Linked DNA regions of Mus musculus: region 2 is linked to region 1. Evidence: chromatin contacts called from public Hi-C data. All regions are on one chromosome and are shown on one strand. The core of a region is the stretch at or near the end of the contact, and the rest is flanking DNA. Distances in the headings are between cores, read along the strand shown. Region 1 has its middle 69 kb from the start of Gm33892. Region 2 has its middle 81 kb from the start of Platr6.

Evidence for each region. Hi-C and Micro-C count contacts between places; a contact is called where the count stands out from the background.
Region 2: a contact with region 1 is called in a Hi-C map of the G1E-ER4 cell line, with 1.7 times the contacts expected there. The contact joins two enhancer-like sites. A contact is called at or near these places in 1 of 484 Hi-C or Micro-C datasets (the G1E-ER4 cell line) and 2 of 115 datasets of contacts at active chromatin or transcription factors (microglia and vascular smooth muscle cells).

The regions. Positions count from the first base shown.
Region 1 is chr10:21,500,496-21,504,657 of GRCm38.p6, forward strand. No RefSeq gene overlaps it. Among named protein-coding and RNA genes, the nearest start is that of Gm33892, 69 kb to the right of the region's middle. Within about 2 kb of position 2,101, at least 8 of the 459 cell types and tissues checked have an H3K27ac peak or open chromatin away from gene starts, as enhancers often do. A contact at or near this core is called in the G1E-ER4 cell line, where this site is marked.
Region 2 is chr10:21,775,018-21,779,179 of GRCm38.p6, forward strand. No RefSeq gene overlaps it. Among named protein-coding and RNA genes, the nearest start is that of Platr6, 81 kb to the right of the region's middle. Within about 2 kb of position 1,939, at least 97 of the 459 cell types and tissues checked have an H3K27ac peak or open chromatin away from gene starts, as enhancers often do. A contact at or near this core is called in the G1E-ER4 cell line, where this site is marked.

The DNA.
Region 1 (4,162 bases), core at 851-3,350:
CACACACACACACACACACACACACACACACACACACGGAGGGGCAAAGCACACCCTGCGTGCCCATGTATGTGGCTGTGGTGGCCGTGATTGAGGAATCCCAGGGTAACATGGGCCTGCAGGAAGGGTGGAGTGACTACAACACAATACAATTCTAGTTCTCAACAGCATCAAATTACGTACAAGAACTTTTGTTGGGACGTTAACTTCAGGTGTTATTGCAAAAACAATTAAGAAGAAAAATCCTTAAAGGAAAATACTGGAAAGGCAAATCTATTTTTAAAAATTTGTGTCTGTTTCCAGTTCCCAAACTTTGTAATGTCCATGGCAGAGCAGAAACCCAGTGTCTCAAGTCAGTCTGCATTTGTTGTTTTCTGTACAATAGAAGAAAACTTGGAACATGGAGGGCAGCCAGAATATCAAGGCAGTGAGGATGTGAGGCTCCAGGAACCCAAAAGGACTTGCTTCAGGATTTGCTTCATCCTTAAGTAAAAGGCATTCTTTGGAATGCAACTCCAATAATGTCTCTGAAAGTTGCTAGCACAGTATCCACTTTCCTTTTCTTCCCAACTCTTCATTTTATTCTAGGCGACAATGGAAATCAACTAAAGGACTCCATGTCCTGGTCTCCCTGGAGAATTGAGACAGCCAGGGGAGGCTAAGTACAAATCACTAGAAGGATTTCTGAGAAATGTTTAGAAAAGCTAAAACATCTTTGAAGCATCCCTCCTTCTCTGTCCTTCACCCTAGGAATCTAGTACAATTGCTGGAACTTCAGAACCCACCATTGATAGCCATGAAACCTTGGAGGAAAGTGAGCCAGCGGCGGGGAGTGGACTCCTCATGTGCCTGCTTTATTTCCACGTTCTCCCAATCTTTCCTTTCATTCACCTATGCTTCATAATTTTTTCATAAAGCCTTGAACTTCTTCAGTTGACTGTACTAATACTATCTAAAACTTCTATGTTCCATCTTTATTGACATGATATAGAAAAACAGGCATGGGCATCATGATTGGAAAGGTAAAATCTCAGAAATCTTACGAAATGGGATTTGTCTCTACAGTTAATCAACAATAAAGACAGACTCTCTGGACCATAACATCTCTGGACTTGGATTTCAAATACATAAAGTCCACTTCAGACAACTGTGTCTGACTCCTTTTACCAATATCAAAATAATGAAAGTAAGAGCTTTAGGAAGGCTTAAGAGCAATCTCGGCAGTGTGATCCCTGTATCGAGCCACCATGCTCTCTGGTCCACCTTTCAATTATTCTTTCCCATCTAAGAGCAAAGCTGAATCAGTCGGTATTGCTGAATGTCAGCTGTTTGCTTTTCTTGGTAGACCACTGACAGGAAATTAGTTTTATTAGATATGTCAGTCAGTCCAGAAGTTCCTGAAATATAGTACACAGCCTAGCCAAAAAGGACTAACATGCTTCTTCAACAAACTTATCAAGGAACTACTGTATGGGTGCTGGGTTTAGAGTTGGAAATGTATATAATATACAACTTTCTCTATAGACAGCAAGATTCGTGAAGGGAAGGAATATGCAGTCTGGGTTTTTGGTGTGGGTATCTCAAGTATCGAGAAGGCAAGACAAGGTTTCATGAGACTTTCCATCTTAATTCTCTGAGGAAAAGAGTGTCACTGGGCATTTTGTGTCTCTCCTCTCCCAACTCCATTTGGGTCCTGACTTTTGTGTAAAGGATTCAGGGTACATGGCATAGCTTTAAGGAGATATCCAGCTTCCAAAAGTAGGGTCAGCCTAACACGAAAGCCACAGAAACATGGGTGCTTATGGATTATTTGAAAGGAACCTTGAGTCCTTTGCCTCCGAGGAGGCAATGGGAGTTACAAAGAGCAACATTAGAGTCTCTACATCTAGCTGTGGAATGACTCAGCAGGAGTTAGTGTGGTCTGAAGACAATAAGGTGGATGTTGGCGCTCAGCAGATATCACCCTAGATAGGCGATGCACCCTTGTTAGGTCCAGCCTTTCTCCTACACAGTTTTAGGGTTGGATTAGATGCATAAGACTAGGTAAGGAAGCAGGGACATGCTGATTCTGAAGAAACAGAACTCAAAATGGAAATGAAACTAAAATAAAAGGGAAGAAGACATAGGGTGGGAGAGATGGCTAAGTGGGTAAAGGCATTCGCCATGGAAGCTGGGCAAGCTGAGTTTCCCTCCCCAACCACTCACATAAAACTAGAGCTGACCTTTGAGCTCCATGCACAGGCCACGGCTTATGTGCCCAGGGGCATACACATCATGCACACAAGTAATGATACATTTAAAAACACACAAGCACATCCCCTTCTCAGAGATACATGGGTTTGAGACGAAAGAGTAAGCCCATTGCACTATATTTGATACATAACGTTCTTAAAACATCCATTGAAGCATAGTATATATGCAGAGAAAGACACAAATCATAGAAAAAAATAAATGTTACAATGCAAACATATTTGTATTTCATATTCCCACTTCCTAGATCAGGAAGGCAATAGCTATAGCTAGCAATCAAGAGGTCCGCCTTTCCTCACCTAAGAGCCCTGCCCAGGATCCTCACACTGTGGACTGATTTTTCCACCTTCTCTGGTCACAGAACTGGGAGCATTTAGCATGCCCTCATTTACATTTGAAATATTTCATACAATATTATGTCTGTGCGATTCATCCACATTGTTGAGTACAGCTGGTTCATTTTAATTACTTGTTGGTGTTTTTCTGTTGTATGGTCAATAAAACATTTTACTTAACTACCCCCATTCTGCTGTTGAGAGATATTTGGTTTGCTTCCAATTTGGGATCAATGTAAAATATATACCTTGTGCATTTCTTCCCCATATTATTTGAGAAAGCGTCTGGATACGTTTCCCTTGTTTACCGGCCGGGGGGAAGAAAGGACAGGTTTCAGTGGATGAATGCAGGCATGTTTGGTAGATGGCTCAAATTGCTTAGCAGGGTAGGTGTGCTGGTTCCCACTCCCACCAGCGATTAAGGAGAAGCCTAAGTTTCTCCTACATATTTACTAACACTCTGTTGCATCGCCAGTTGTAAAGTTTAGTTAGAGAAGAAGGTCTGTGTGTGCTCTTAAAAGAAGGCAGTCAGTCTTCATTCCCTGGCTAGTGTGGGGAGCACTATTTCATGCATTAATAATGTTTGTTTTACTCTCTGAAACACTTATTCAAATATTTTGTTCATATTTCTACTGAGATCTTCTCATGGAGGTGTAGGAATTCTTTATAGATTCTGGACCCCAAAAAGATATGCACTCTGATGCACACAAGCTCATACACAGGCTTGAACCTGGCTTTATCATGATGGAATGAACTTACTAAACACAGAGACATCCTTGTTTTACTGTGATTCTGTCGTTTCCTTCCCAGTTCCTGCGTCTTCACTGTGAGTCTCTGGGGGTGCACCTGACCTTTTACATCTCCATGTGAGTTTTACACACAGCTAGCAATTTCTGTTGAAGAACGCATGCTGATGCTGGAATTGCCTTGAGTTTGCATTTTAGGAAGCTCTAGCCCCTGAAGCTACTTAAGGCTTAGACCAGACACTGTTAGAGGCCCTTATACAAGGAGCAGGAGACCTGCAGGGATGGGGAACTTTCTGGGGCAGGAAGAGCCATGTGCAAGGAGTCTGTGTATAAAAAGGCTTAGCAACAAAGCAGAAGAAAAAAGGCTGTGGGGAGGTGGGTGAGACAGAGCCAGTGGAGAAGGCCGCCACTGTAGGCAGCTTGGGTGAACAGAAGCCAGAAAACAGCCATTATTGCTGCACTATTGAAACATTCTTTGGAAACACAATTTCACTTTACCGTTTATTCAACTTAAAAGGTGATTTAATTAAAAAAAAAGCATCAGAAACCCATACAGCTATAATTTGATTCTCTTTGACTCAACCCAAAAAGTATAATATGAGTTTTTGTCAAATTCTTGGTTTCAAACTTGGACTGAATACATCTGCGGGTACTTTCTGAACCTGTGCACCTCCCACAATTCCCTGTAAGGAACTCAGCACACTGACACATTTCTCCAGGACTTGCAAAATGTCCCTCAATCTGAGATCTGACTCAGTGTATGTTCACTTCATGGCACCTTCGTTCTTTGCTCACAGGAAAACCACAAAAGAGGTGAGTCAGCTGTGCGTG
Region 2 (4,162 bases), core at 689-3,188, 270 kb after region 1:
TAACAAAATATGTGGGTGTGCACTCATGTGCATGTGTGTGTTCATGTGTGTGCAAGTGTTTGTGTGCATGTGCGCATGCTTGTGTTCTCTAGTACTCTTTGCCCTTTTCCTCATCTCTCCTCTTCAATCCATCCTTGCTTTACTCACTCAAATTTTAAGACACCTCATATAGTTGAAACCATTACAGGAAAGGAAACTTTTCTCAACATATTCCCTTCATTCTGGAATATGCAGTGATGGGGTGAGATTCTATTACATCTGACAAACACCACACAGGTGTCTATAGGAGGAAAGCAAAGCCAAATGACAACAGGTAACACATACAGAGAATGACCCACAAGGCTGAAGATTCCCAGTGTTCACATCACCCACAGTACTGTAGAATGCAAAGGACACTTGGTGCACAGCTCCTCAGTGAAGGCCAGTTGGACTATGGGTTCAGAAGTCACCTCATTCATAGATAAAAAGTGCAAGGGGACTCATGTGTGTCTTCCTACTGATGTAAATAAAACAATGTGGGTGGACAGCATACCTTGAGGGAGATGGAAAGGCGCTAAGAAACGGAGCCCCTCCTCTGTCCCAACTGCAGGGCGTGTCTCATAAATGGTACATGGATGTGCAGACAAGGACAGACACCCAAAATTACAGCATGCACCGACCTTAAGGACCTTAAATGGTTAAATGAAGCTCAAAATCTCACAGTGACCCTGTCCTTCCGGTGTTTATATGACCCTGGAAAGGGACATGCCTCCATTACAGTGTGCTGAAATCTATCTAAACTCCCAAAAGTACTTAAAATCTTGCATTTATTTGCACTTGTTCTGTTAGTTTTTAAAGTTGAAATCAACATACAATGTTGGCTAGCAATAGACATTAAAGTGTTAAATGTTAACATTTTGAGGTCTTTAATTTCATTAAATCAATTGCAAATGTTGTCACATTGACACTTTTTCAGACCCGTTATTACATAGCATTTGATTAAAAAGAAAAGGAAAGATATGGAGAAGGAATATTTAATCTAGTTGCCATCTGTCACATATATTCAATCCTGTAGGTATTGTGTGATAATTATTTCTGCTCTGTGTGGCTTGGGTGGTGAAGGCGGATTTACTTTGTATCCATTATTTATAACCGAAGCATAATGTGGGTTTCTAGGGAATTGCCTAGAATTTCAGGCTCATGTTTACAACTAACAAATGTCACACAACAGAAGGATAAAAACTGTTTCAAAGGCAAAATTGTTATTTGAGGATGTATGGAGCCTCCTGAAAAAGAGGTATTGGTTGGATGCTTACCCTGGGAAACGCTCTGGGGAGGGCTAATGCCCAGAACTACTAAGGCAGGCAGAGCAGGATGCAGACACACTGTCCCAGAGCACCAAGGAAAGAATGGCTAGGCGGGACGATGCATTGCTGTCTTTAAAACATCTTCGTGTTCTTGGAACTTTCCTAAGCAAAAGACTGAGCAGAGTTTCCTCGGGCTGTTGTGGTCAAGCCCGTGCTGCTTTTTAAATCAAGCTAACATTGGCACTGGTTTCTGAGCAATGTGGAAGTTATTGTAAAGGCCCACGTTTAGTTATAAGGCTACCCCTCTCTGCGTGTGCTTTCCCGGGGTGTGTCTAAAGGTTTCTGCTGAGTCACTGCAGCCCCACACTGAACAGTCAGCTTTGTGGTACTGCTCATGGACAAGTAAACACTGAGACCTTGTTTTAGTTTCAAATAAAAAAAGAAACTGTCTCCATTTCTTCTTCTTGAAGGCATGTGTAAGAGGTTAATTCCCTGCTCCTAGCCCGGTTAAGACACACACACCTGAGGAGGCTTGAGAGAGCTTCCTTCTTCAGATCTAGGAAAGGAAATTAGCAGTTGCTAGACAACATTCATCGCCAAGGAAACGCAGAGGGAAAGCAGGTGAGAATCTGCCTCTGCTCATAACTTTGTATGACTCTCAGTGCGCTCACTCCACCCGAAGGGCGGCCATTAACCTTGTGGCCCTCGTCAATTGTTTTGTGTAATTTTCTGCGATGCAGAGATGACAATGATATGCACAAAAATAGATTTCCAGAACCTGTGTGGGATTCTCTGTATGAAGGGTCACACATCGGTTATGTCAGCCAGTGTGGGCATGTGGATGTTAACTTTTGCTTACAAACCAATACAGTGTTATCGGCTTTCTTTCTTGGGTTGTCTCAGTCCTGCTGTCAGTCATTTTCAGTTCCCTCCTGGGTCCCCTTGGCATCTTTATATCAGGCAAGAGCATTGCTCTTGGGTTGGGCAGTAGCTGTGAGTACTTCCACACCCTGTGAGATGCTACAGCATCATCCTGTCTGTTTCTTACCTCAGTTCTAAAATTGACCATTTCTCTAAATAGTTTCAGTTCCGTTTACTGGACAATGATATTAGAAATCAAGGAAGTGCATCTTACAAGTGTGTGCACTTATACACTAATATTGCTGCATGTGTTTGTATCTGTTTTAAGCCAAACACATAATGTTGTCTCTGATTCTAACCTAGTGTCACTAGTATCAATATATTGGTGCCTTTTTGCTGTCTACAACCTTCTACTCCAGTATCGGAAAAACCTGGCTCTAAATATCCACCATCTATTTAATTACTTAGTTTTGATATGCTTCTATAATGACCTATATTTAATCACACATCTAAGGGATCTAATTATATCGACAAGGGCGCAGTACTCCCTTGTCCCTTTCATATTGTATTTTACATACATACCAGGGTTCTTAGGTTATTACCTTTACCCTACCACATTCCATACAATTTTGTAATGCATTTAGAGAATATGTCATAGCCTAGGTTTTGTCCTGAGATGTTCAAATTCTTTCAGTGATCAAAACCAAACAACAAACAAACAAGAAAACCCCAAAGCCAATCTGTGTACTTTAAGGTTTACAACATGTGTGTGTGCTCACATACACACGCATGTGTGCTGTAAAGTTCTACACCCTGCTCACGGAGCTATAGAGAAACTCCTTTATGAATGTACAGCACATTTGGACTTCCTTCCAAAAAGTACAGTATGAAAGGGGTGGGGAGAAGAGTAACTTCACAGTAGAAAACGAGGCAAACTGATGGAGGCGTCAGTCTTGTTTGGCTTAACATATATACAAACAAGTGCATATAGGCAAACTGCCTCTTCCAGGAGGTTAAGGGTCAGCATCGTGAGCCAAGTTATCCTAATGAAAAAGAATTTGCTCCGAACTGGTTATAGATGGTCGTTCGGAGCAAGTTCCTTTTCATTAGGAAACAATCCAGAAACTGCCTCACTTGGGGATCCATCCCATAAACAACCACCAAACCCAGACACTAGGCACTTGCCAACAAGAGACTACTGACAGGAGCCTGATATAGCTGTCTCCTGTGAGGCTCTGCCAGTGCCTGACAAATACAGAAGTGGATGCTCACAGTCATCCATTGGACAGAGCACAAGGCCCCCAATGAAGGAGCTAGAGAAAGTACCCAAGGAGCTAAAGGGGACTGAAGCCCCATAGAAGGAATATCAATATGAACTAACCAGTACCCCCAGAGCTCCTTGGAACTGTACCACCAATCAAAGAAAACACATGGTGGAACTTGTGGGTCTAGCTGCATATGTAGCAGAGGATGGCCTAGTCGGTCATCAATGGGAGGAGAGGCCCTTGGTCCTGTGAAGGTTCTATGCCCCAGTATAGGACAATGCCAGGACCAGGAATGGGAGTGGGTGGGTTGGGGAGCAGGGGGGGAGGAGGGGATAGGGGATTTTTGGAGGGAAAACTAGGAAAGGGGATAGATAACATTTGAAATGTAAATAAAGAAATATCTAATAAAAAATATCCCCAGGAAAAAAGAAAGAAAGAAAGAAAGAAAGAAAAAGAAAGAGAGAAAGAAAGAAAGAGAAAGGGAGAGAGAGAGAAAGAGAGAGAGAGAGAGAGAGAGAGAGAGAGAGAGAGAGAGAGAGAGAGAGAGAGAGAGAGAAAGAAAGAAAAAGAACTTGCTATAGTGACAACTCTTTATCCTGCCCTCTGGTCTCTGCAACTCATAACCCAAGGATAATCAGAATAAAAGCACTCAAGAAACCACCTTCCCCACTTAGGGACTTATTTTTAAGTGTCAAATTTGACAACACTGCTTGTATTCTTATGTTAATATTGGGCCCCAGAGAGAAGAAA